Regions from separate parts of the Sus scrofa genome. Here region 2 is linked to region 1. A link is a contact called in public Hi-C data. All regions are on one chromosome and are shown on one strand. The core of a region is the stretch at or near the end of the contact, and the rest is flanking DNA. Distances in the headings are between cores, read along the strand shown.

Evidence for each region. A called contact is a pair of places that touch in the nucleus more often than the background predicts.
Region 2: a Hi-C map of alveolar macrophages shows a contact between it and region 1, with 2.6 times the contacts expected there. The contact joins two enhancer-like sites. A contact is called at or near these places in 5 of 47 Hi-C or Micro-C datasets (alveolar macrophages, embryonic fibroblasts, psoas muscle and 2 more) and 1 of 2 datasets of contacts at active chromatin or transcription factors (alveolar macrophages).

Annotation. Positions count from the first base shown.
Region 1 is chr6:84,335,014-84,339,638 of Sscrofa11.1, forward strand. All of the region lies in intron 1 of LOC106507624 (a long non-coding RNA gene), which reads right to left. Among named protein-coding and RNA genes, the nearest start is that of FAM46B, 26 kb to the left of the region's middle. Within about 2 kb of position 1,393, at least 27 of the 83 cell types and tissues checked have an H3K27ac peak or open chromatin away from gene starts, as enhancers often do. A contact at or near this core is called in alveolar macrophages, where this site is marked.
Region 2 is chr6:84,446,173-84,451,058 of Sscrofa11.1, forward strand. No RefSeq gene overlaps it. Among named protein-coding and RNA genes, the nearest start is that of SLC9A1, 22 kb to the left of the region's middle. Within about 2 kb of position 3,124, at least 16 of the 83 cell types and tissues checked have an H3K27ac peak or open chromatin away from gene starts, as enhancers often do. A contact at or near this core is called in alveolar macrophages, where this site is marked.

The DNA.
Region 1 (4,625 bases), core at 143-2,642:
AAGTTCCTGGGCCTGGGATTAAATCCAAGCCGCTACTGCAACATACGCTGTAGCTGCCACAATGAGAGATCCTTAACCTGCTGCTCCAGGCTGGGGATCCAACCAGCAATGCCACAGAGAAGAGCCAGATCATTAACCCAGGGTGCCACAGCAGAAACTCTCATTCATTCATTCATATATTTAATTTTATTGATGTATAGTTGAACCAAAAATATTTGAATTAAAGCTAAAAGGCTGGAGTTCCTGTTGTGGCTCAGTGGTAGTAAACCTGACTAGTATCCAGGAGGATGCGGGTTCGATCCCTGGCTTTGCTCAGTGGGTTAAGGATCCAGCGTTGTCATGAGCTGTGGTGTATGTCGCAGATCTGGCAGATCTGGCATTACTGCGGCTGCGGTGTAGGGCGGCAGTTACAGCTCCGATTTGACCCCTAGCCTGAGGACTTCCATATGCCATGGGTGCAGCTCTAAAAAGCAAAAAAAAGAATTGGCATGTTATTCCCATCAGTAGGAAGCTGCTAAGGGCTGTTTTTATACCATGGATATGGTCCTAAAAAAAAAAAAAAAAAAGCTGAAAGGCCCTAAGGCCAACCAGCTGCTAAGAGGCAGGACCGACTGCTTTGCTGCTCTCCTGTACAGAGAGAAGCTCTTCTGGTCCACTTAGTAGCTGCACAGCCTCAGGAAAACTCCTTCACCTCTCTCTGCCTCAGCTTCTGCCTCAGTTTCTTTCTGCATTTTTTTTTTCTTTTTAAGCCAACGCTGGATCCTTAACCCACTGAGTGAGGCCAGGGATCGAACCTGCATCCTCATATATACTAGTCGGATTCTTTTTTTTTTTTTTTTTTTTTTTTTGTCTTTTTGCCTTTTCTAGGGCTGCTCCCACAGCATATGGAGGTTCCCAGGCTAGGAGTCCAATCGGAGCTGTAGCCACTGGCCTAACGCCAGAGCCACAGCAATGCTAGATTGGAGCCGCGTCTGCAACCTACACCACAGCTCATGGCAACGCCGGATCCTTAACCCACTGAGCAAGGCCAGGGATCGAACCCACAACCACATGGTTCCTAGTCGGATTCTTTAACCACTGAGCCACGACGGGAACTCCACTAGTCGGATTCTTAACACGCTGGGCCGCAACAGGAACTCCTGTGACTGATTTGTAAAATGGTATTACGTATTACCTGCCTTTTAAGACTGTTTCAAGAATTAAATGTGGTAAAGACCTGAGAATGCTGAGCACAGAGTCTGGAATACAGTTAGTGCTCAATAAATGCAAAGGAGGCCTGGACATTTGGAGGAGGGCTGGCTTGGCTCCCTCTACTCTTAGACCTCTGGGCTCCCCTCAGCCTGAGTGGGCAGTTTCATGAATGGCCACGAGGTGGTGCCCGAATCCCAGTTATTTGGAAGTCATTCCGCCCACACCCCGCCCCTCCCTCCAACCCCGGAAGAAGCTGTTCAGGGAAGTAGGGACCAGAAAAACAGGTGGGCTCCTATGGCTTGGGATGCATCGGGGCTGGGATCTGAACATGGAGCCTCTTTCAGCCTCTCTCCCTTTTTCTTTTTTCTTTCTTTCCTTTTTTGCTTTTTTGGAGGGCCTCCCCCGTGGCAAATGGAAGTTTCGAGGCTAGGGATCAAATCGGAGTTATAGCTGCTGGCCACCGCCGCGGCCATAGCAACAAGGGATCTGAGCCGCATCTGTGACTTACACCACAGCACACGGCAATGCCGTATCTGTGCGAGGCCAGGGATCCCACATCCTCATGGATACTAGTCAGAGTCGTTTCTGCTGCACCACGACAGAAACTACCCCCTTTAAGTTTTTCTCTTGGGGTTTCCTTTTCGGTGTTCAGGTCCACGGTCCCCCACCCCCTTTTCTCTCAGCTCCCCAGAATTGAAGCCCAAGGCTTCTGCTAAATAGGCTCCACTCCTTGACGACCCATGATGGGTGCCCTGGCCCCGAGACCATTTTCCCTGCCCTGCTTCATTCAGGAACCAGGCCAGGATGTGGGGGTAGAAGGAAGACACTTAACTGAACACTTCCTGTGGGCTTGCAGGGTGGGGAGCCAGAGGAAATGACCCTGTTCCTGTTCGTCGTATTCCGAAGGTGGGGTGAGAATAGAAACTAGAAGAGGCAAAGGGAAAACATGCAGGAGTTACTTAAGATTTCCTTCCCATCTGTGTTTTCAGCACATAGGAAATATTATCCTCATTGTACAGATGTGGAAACTGAGGCCGAGAAGTGTTAGGTAACGTGCATGAATTGCCCTCCCAGGATCCAAAGCTCCCTCACCAGCAGTGGAGTGTGGTCCACATTAAGAACATTCATAAATTGGAGGAGTTCCTGTCGTGGCGCCGTTAAAAATAGCTAATGTAGGAGTTCTCATCCTGGCTCAGTGACTAACAAATCCGACTAGGAACCCTAAGGTTGTGGGTTCGATCCCTGGCCTGGATCAGTGGGTTAAGGATCTGACGTTGCTGTGAAGTGCGGTGTAGGTAGAAGATGTGGCTGGGATGTGGTGTGGCTGTGGCTATGGCGTAGGCCGGTGGCTACAGCTTCAATTAGACCCCTAGCCTGGGAACCTCCATATGCCGCAGGTGCAGCCCTAGAAAAGACAAAAGAAAAAAAAAAAAGAATATTCATAAATTGGAGTTTCTGTTGTGGCTCAGTGGTTAACAAACCCGACTAATATCCATGAGGATGCAGGTTTGATCGCTGGCCTTGCACGGTGGGTTAAGGATCTAGTGTTGCTGTGAGCTGCGGTGTATGCCACAGACGCAGCTCGGGGTCCTGTGTTGCTGTGGCGGTGGTGTAGGCCAGAGGCTGTAGCTCCAATTAGACCCCTAGCCTGGGAACTTCCATATACCGTGGGTATGGCCCTAAAAAGACGAAGGCCAAAAAAAAAAAAAAAAAAAAAAAAAAAGAGTGTTCATAAATTCCTCCAACAGCATCTGCCACGATCTGCACATCCAGTGAGAATCAGACCTGGTTCCTGCCCTGGGGAGCAGACAATCTGGAGGGGGAGGCTGGCAGAGAAGCACACAGGGCACTTTGTCCTGAAGTAAGTGTTGGGCACAGTGGGGACCCAGAGGATGCAGTTGCTGGTGTCACCTGAACAGGTTAGGGGCACGAAGGAAAGGAAGGTCTGAGAGACTTTGTAGATTCCTAGAGGACTAAGAATTTATTCTAGAAACTGCTGCTGTGGCGCAACAAGATTGGCTGCATTTCTACAACATCAGAATGTAGGCCTGATCCCCGGCCCGGCACAGTAGGTTAAAGGATCCTACTGCTGCAGCTATGGAGTAGGTTGTAGCTACAGCTCGGATCTGATCCCTGGCCCAGGAACTCCATATGTCAAGAAAAGAAGAAGAAAAAAATAATTTACTCCAGCATAATTTTCAAAAAGGTAAAATCATGGCCCTCATACAGATTTTTAAAAATGAACGTGTGTCAAAGATTTCCTTTAACTCTTTAATTGACAAGGAAATAGCAAGATGTTAAAAGTAGTTCAAATGAAAATTTGACTTACATGTACTTGTGTTTTCTACTGGACAACCAAAAGTCCTTTGCATAGTTGTGAATAAGGTTCATTTTCTTGATATAGGCAGGAATCCTTTGCATTATATCTGTTTTCTACAAATTACTTCTAGCCCTACAAAAAGTCAAAGACAGGCAGCCATACACACCCCCAAAGGATCAGATCATCATCAGAGGACGCTCAGCCTTCCTCTGAAAGGACCTCCATGAATCTCTTTTGTATTTTCCAAGGTTTTTCTACGTTTTCTAGATTGACCCTCAGAAGAATCAGGAAAAATCAGGTAGCAGCTGTTCCTGAAGGAGCAGGTCACCTAGAGAGAGCCTGGTCTGCATGCTTCCGCCATCCCCTTCCACGTGCTGGTGACAGGCTTCCAATTCCAGCAGGAGCGGGCCCGCCAGTGCCCGCCAGCAGGTGGCGCTGAGGCACATCCTCAGCAGCACCCTGAGGAATTCGGGGCTAGGAACTGGCTCCCAGTTTTCCACACTGCTGGCCCTTGGGAATCAGGTTTCATGATTTAAGAATTTCACAGGGCTCTTTCTGGGTGAGCTCGACAAGCCCTGTGAATTCATTCATTCGCTGGTTCAGTCATCTTTTCATTCGACGAACCCGCAGTCAGGCCCACAAATCGTGTTGCTGAGATTCTCCAGAGAATCAGTCCTTGTCTCTGCTTGTTTTTGCTTGCCTGGCTTTGCTGCCAGGACTCAGAGCCACCTGGAATTTTGAACACTCAGCATCCCTCCACTCCACCCCTGCCCTGCCTGCTCGTGTGTCCACTCCCCTTGGAAAATTCACCTCCTCAGAGCTTGAAGACAAGATTTATGGAGTTCCTGTTGTGGCGCCATCAGAAATGCATCTGACTAGGAACCATGAGGTCGTGGGTTCAATCCCTGGCCTCTCTCAGTGGGTTAAGGATCCAGTGTTGCTGTGAGCTGTGGTGTAGGTCACAGATGTGGCTTGGATCCTGTGTTGCTGTAGCTGTGGCATAGGCTGGCAGCTGCAGCTCCGATTTGACCCCTCGCCTGGGAACCTCCACATGTAGCGAGTGCAGCCCTAAAAAAAAAAAAGCTTTACTTCTATAATCTCCTTTGAGATATTA
Region 2 (4,886 bases), core at 1,874-4,373, 110 kb after region 1:
AGGAGTTCCTGTTGTGGCACAGCAGAAACAAATCCAAGTAGGAACTATGAGGTTGCGGGTTCGATCCCTGGCCTTGCTCAGTGGGTTAAGGATCTGGTGTTGCTGTGAGTTATGGTGTAGGTTGCAGACATGGCTCAGATCTGGCATTGCTGTGGCTGTGGTGTAGGCTGGCAGCAACAGCTCAGATTAGACCCCTGGCCTGGGAACCTCCATATACCGCGTGTGGCCCTAAAAAGACAAACAGGCAAAAAGAAAAAAAATGGATAGGGCATAGTAAAGACTCCAGAGTCAACCTGAGAGAGCACCCAATAGCCAAAGCTGAGACAATTTGAGTAAGAAAAGAAATAACATAGCATTGGATTATAAGCCAAAGTATAAAATAAACATTACCTGAGCCCTTGCTGATAAAAATAAATGATTGAATAAATAAATGGAGGAGAAGAGATAGATCTTCTTTAAAAAAGAATTCTAGGAGTTCCCATCGTGGCTCAGTGATTAACGAATCTGACTAGGAACAGCTCGATCCCTGACCTTGCAGGTTCGATCCCTGACCTTACTCAGTGGGTTAAGGATCCAGCGTTGCCATGAGCTGTGGTGTAAGTTGCAGATGAGGCTCAGATCCCACATTGCTGTGGCTAGCTGTAGGCCAGCGGCTACAGCTCCGATTCGACCCCTAGCCCGGGAACCTCCATATGCCGGGGGAGCGGGCCTAGAAATGGCAAAAAAAAAAAAAAAGAATTCTAAATAATTTATGTAGATGCTTCTGCTGTTCGGGAGTTGGAAATTAATCCCATTCCCCATCCCTTGAGTGTGAGCTGAATTTAGTGACTTGCTAAAGAATGGAATGTGGAGGAGTTCCCTGGTATATCAGTGGGTTAAGGATCTGGTGTTGTCATTGCTGTTGCATGGGTTTTACCCGTGGCTCTGAAACTTCTGCATGCCAAGAATGAGGCAAAAAGAAAGAAAAAGAAAAAAGATAAAAGAAAAAGGTGGAGGAGGTCCTGTTGTGGTTCAGCCGTAAAGAACCCAACTAATATCCATGAAGATGTGGGTTCAATCCCTGGCCTTGCTCCGTGGGTTATGGATCTGGCCTTGCTGTGAGCTGTGGTAAAGGCCAATAGCTACAGCTCAGATTTGACCCCTAGCCTGGGAACTTACATATGCCATGAGTGACGCCCTAAAAAGACAAAAAAAGAAAAGACAGGTGGAAGCGGGGGGTAGTTGGGGAGCGGGGATGGGTAGAGTGGGTTTACAGTGGAGACTCTGGCAAATATCACCAAGTGATGGGGGTTAGAGTATCACCAGTAAGTCATGTGGGCAGCATGTGACCTCTAATGGGATGTGATGAGGAGGGCACTTCATCTCTGTGCTATTCTTCCCCTAAACCCATAACCTCAGTCTAGTCCTGAGGAAAACCTCAAGGAAATCCAAATTGAAGGACATTTTGCAAAATACCTAACCAATATTCTTCAAGGTCATAGGAACAAGGGAAGACTGAGAAGTTGTCACAGACCAGAGGAGACTGAGGAAACATGAGGACTAAATGCAATGTGGTATCCTGGATGGGGTCCCTGAACAGAAAAAGAACATTAGTGAAATCTAATTAAAGTTGAATTGGAGCTCCTGCTCTGGCGCAGTGGGTTAGGAATCCTATTGCAGTGGCTCAGATCACTGTGGAGTCACAGGTTTGACCCCCATCTGGTGCAGTGGGTAAAAGGATTCAGCATTGCTGCCACAGCTGCTTAGGTGGCAGCTGTGACCTGTATTTAATCGCTGGTCCAGGAGCTTCCATACGCTGTGAGTGCAGCCATAAAATAATAATAAATAAATAAATAAATAAAGTCTGGTATTTAACTAATGATAATATGTATGTATACCGATGTTGAGGCGTTTTTTTTTTTTAAGGGTTGCAACTGAAGCACATGGATGTTCCCAGGTTAGGGGTTGAATTGCAGCTACAGCTGCCTACCTATGCCACAGCCACAGCAATGCCAGATCTGAGCCTCATCTGCAACCTACACCACAGCTCACAGCAATGCTGTATCCTTAACCCACTGAGCGAGGCCAGGGATTGAATCTATGTCCTCATAGATGTTAGTCAGATTTGTCTCCACTGAGCCACAACGGGCACTCCTTAATTTTGACAAATGCACCTTGGTAATATGCTACTATTAGGAGAAAGTGGATGAGGGGTATATAGGGGAACACTTTTGACTATCTGCACATTTTCTGTAAATCTAAAATTATTCCAAAGAAAAAGTTTAATTAAAAAACTTATCACAGGGAGTTCCCGTCGTGGCTTGGCGGAAACGAATCTGATAGCATCCATGAGGACGCAGGTTCCATCCCTGGCCTCTCTCAGTGGGTTAAGGATGTAGCATTGCCATGAGCTGTGGTGTAGGTCACAGACTAGCCTCGGATCCTGAGTGGCTGTGGTGTAGGCCAGCAGCTACAGCTCAGATTGTACCCCTAGCCTGAGAACTTCCATATGCCGTAGGTGTGGCCCTAAAAAGATAAATAAATAAACAAAATATGAAAAAAATAAAAAAAAAAATTCCTGGCCCTGGATCCTATTGTTTGCTAGAGAAAGGCATCAAAAAAAAAAAAAAAAAAAAAAAAAAGCAGAGACCTCTGATAAGGCTGCATTGCAGGGAGCGTGGGTAAAGGGTAGGGGAGTAGCAGGCCCAGCTGATACTATAGGTTGGATCAGTGTTAAGCCTTTGGGACTTTATCCCATGGCAGTGGGGAACCAATGAAGGGTACCGAGCAAGGGTGTGGCTGATTACACAGTGACTCAGCCAAGGTCACACACCTCAGCTTCCCCAGGCCCCTTTCTACCCTCCCCTACCGGAGATCCTCTTCCTTCCACGTGCTCTTTATTCTTTGCCTGCAGGGCCCAAGCTCTGGCAGGAATCTAAGCCACTAGCTGCTCATCACCCCAGCCCACCCTCCACCTCCACCCTATCCTGGTTCAGTGGTCTTGAGAGGCTCAGCAGCCGCCACACCTGGTAAGGGCTAGAGTCACCTTTCAACCCACCCAGCGTGAGACCCCTGAGGAGGAGGAGCAGGGTGGAGCCTAAGGTAAAAATCCCACAAGTTCTAGGTGGAGTCATTTCCACCACGCCCTCTCTGCTCTCTCTTCTCTTTCCTCTCTCCTCCCAAAGTGAAATGAAACCAGTTCATCTGTGGGGGAGGGAGCTCGCCAGCAGTAGAAGAAGGAACTTTAAGACAGAACCTTGTGCCACCAGGAAAATTGTCCAGTATCAGTCTTTCATTGAAAGCCTGCTTGGAAACACAAGGATGTCCAGGTCAGAAGCTGGGGGGAAGAAAACGGGAGAGAAACAGTATCAGTGCACAGTCTGCCCTCCGAATCTGCAGATTCAACCAATTGCAAATCAAAAAAATATTCACAACAAGAAAATTCCAGAAAGTTCTAAAAAGCAAATTTAAATTTGTTGAGCACTCGCAGTGATTTGCATTGTATTTTGAAGTATTTACATGGTTTTTACATTATATTAGGTATCATAAGTAACCTAGAGATGATTTAAAGTGTACAAGAGGGTATGGATAGGTTATATGCAAATACTATGCATTTTATAGGTATAAGGGACGTAAGCAGCTGTGGATTTTAGTATTGGCAGGAGGTCCTGGAACTAATCCTCTGCAGATACCGAGGGATGACTGTACATTTTTCCTGTCCTTTATTGTAGCAATGAGAGTTCAATGCTAGAATTTATCAGATTTCAAACTTCAATTAAGCCAATTTTCTCCATCCATATCTTTTATTCCTCCATGGAAAAAAGAAAACAAAAGGCTAATCTGTTCTAGGCACTCCGAATAATTTCATTTGGTCCTCACAGCAACTCTATGAGAAGGCCGAGGCTCAGAGAAGGTAAGTGGCACGTCCAAGGTTATGCAGCTGATAGGTGGCATGGCTGGGAGAGAGCAAAACCACTTCGAGTCTTGGGCTTGGAAATGATCTTGGGGAATTTTACCTTACAGGGAAGAGGGAATGGTTTTAGAGTAAAATCCAAATTGCTTTCAGGGTGTCTAGCCCCCCTTTTCTTTTTCTTTCTTTTTTTTCTTTCTTTTTATGGCCACACCTGCATATACGGAAGTTCCCAGGCTAGGGGTCAGATTGGAGCTGGAATTGCTGGCCTGTGCCACAGCCACAGCTACACAGGATCTGACCTGAATATGTGACTGCGGCAACGCCAAACCCTGAACCCACTGAAGGAGGCCAGGGATCAAACACTGCCGGGGATCCAACCCGCATCCTCAGGGACACTTACGTCGCGTTCTTAATCCTCTGAGCCACAATGGGAACTCCTAGCTGCCACTTCTGACCTCATACCTATGATTTCTGGAGTGGCCACAGTGTGTAGAGGACCTCTCACCTCAAGGCCTTGCCCTTCTTTCTGCCCAGAAGGGTCTCCCTCCATGTCCTTCTCTCTCTGCATTCAAGTCTATGTCTAAAAATGAGAGAAACTTTCTTTGATCACCCCATGCAAATGGCAGCCTCTATAGCTCACACCCCCTTACTTGTGATCATCTGTCTTTTTTTTTTTTTTTTTCTCTCCTTTCTCGAGGCTTATGGAGGCTAGGCGTCAAATCGGAGCTGTAGCTACTAGCCTAGGCCACAGTCACAGCAACGTAGGATCTGAGCCTCATCTGTTACCTAGACCACAGCTCATGGCCACACCAGATCTTTAACCCACTGAGTGAGGCCAGGGATCAAACCTGCGTCCTCAAGGATATTAGTCAGATTGGTTAACTGCTGAGCTACGATGGGAACTCCTGTGCTCATCTGTCTTCATAGCACCTGCCTCACTCTGACATATTTCTATACTTCTCTACTGTTGTCCGTATCCATCCACTAGAATGTA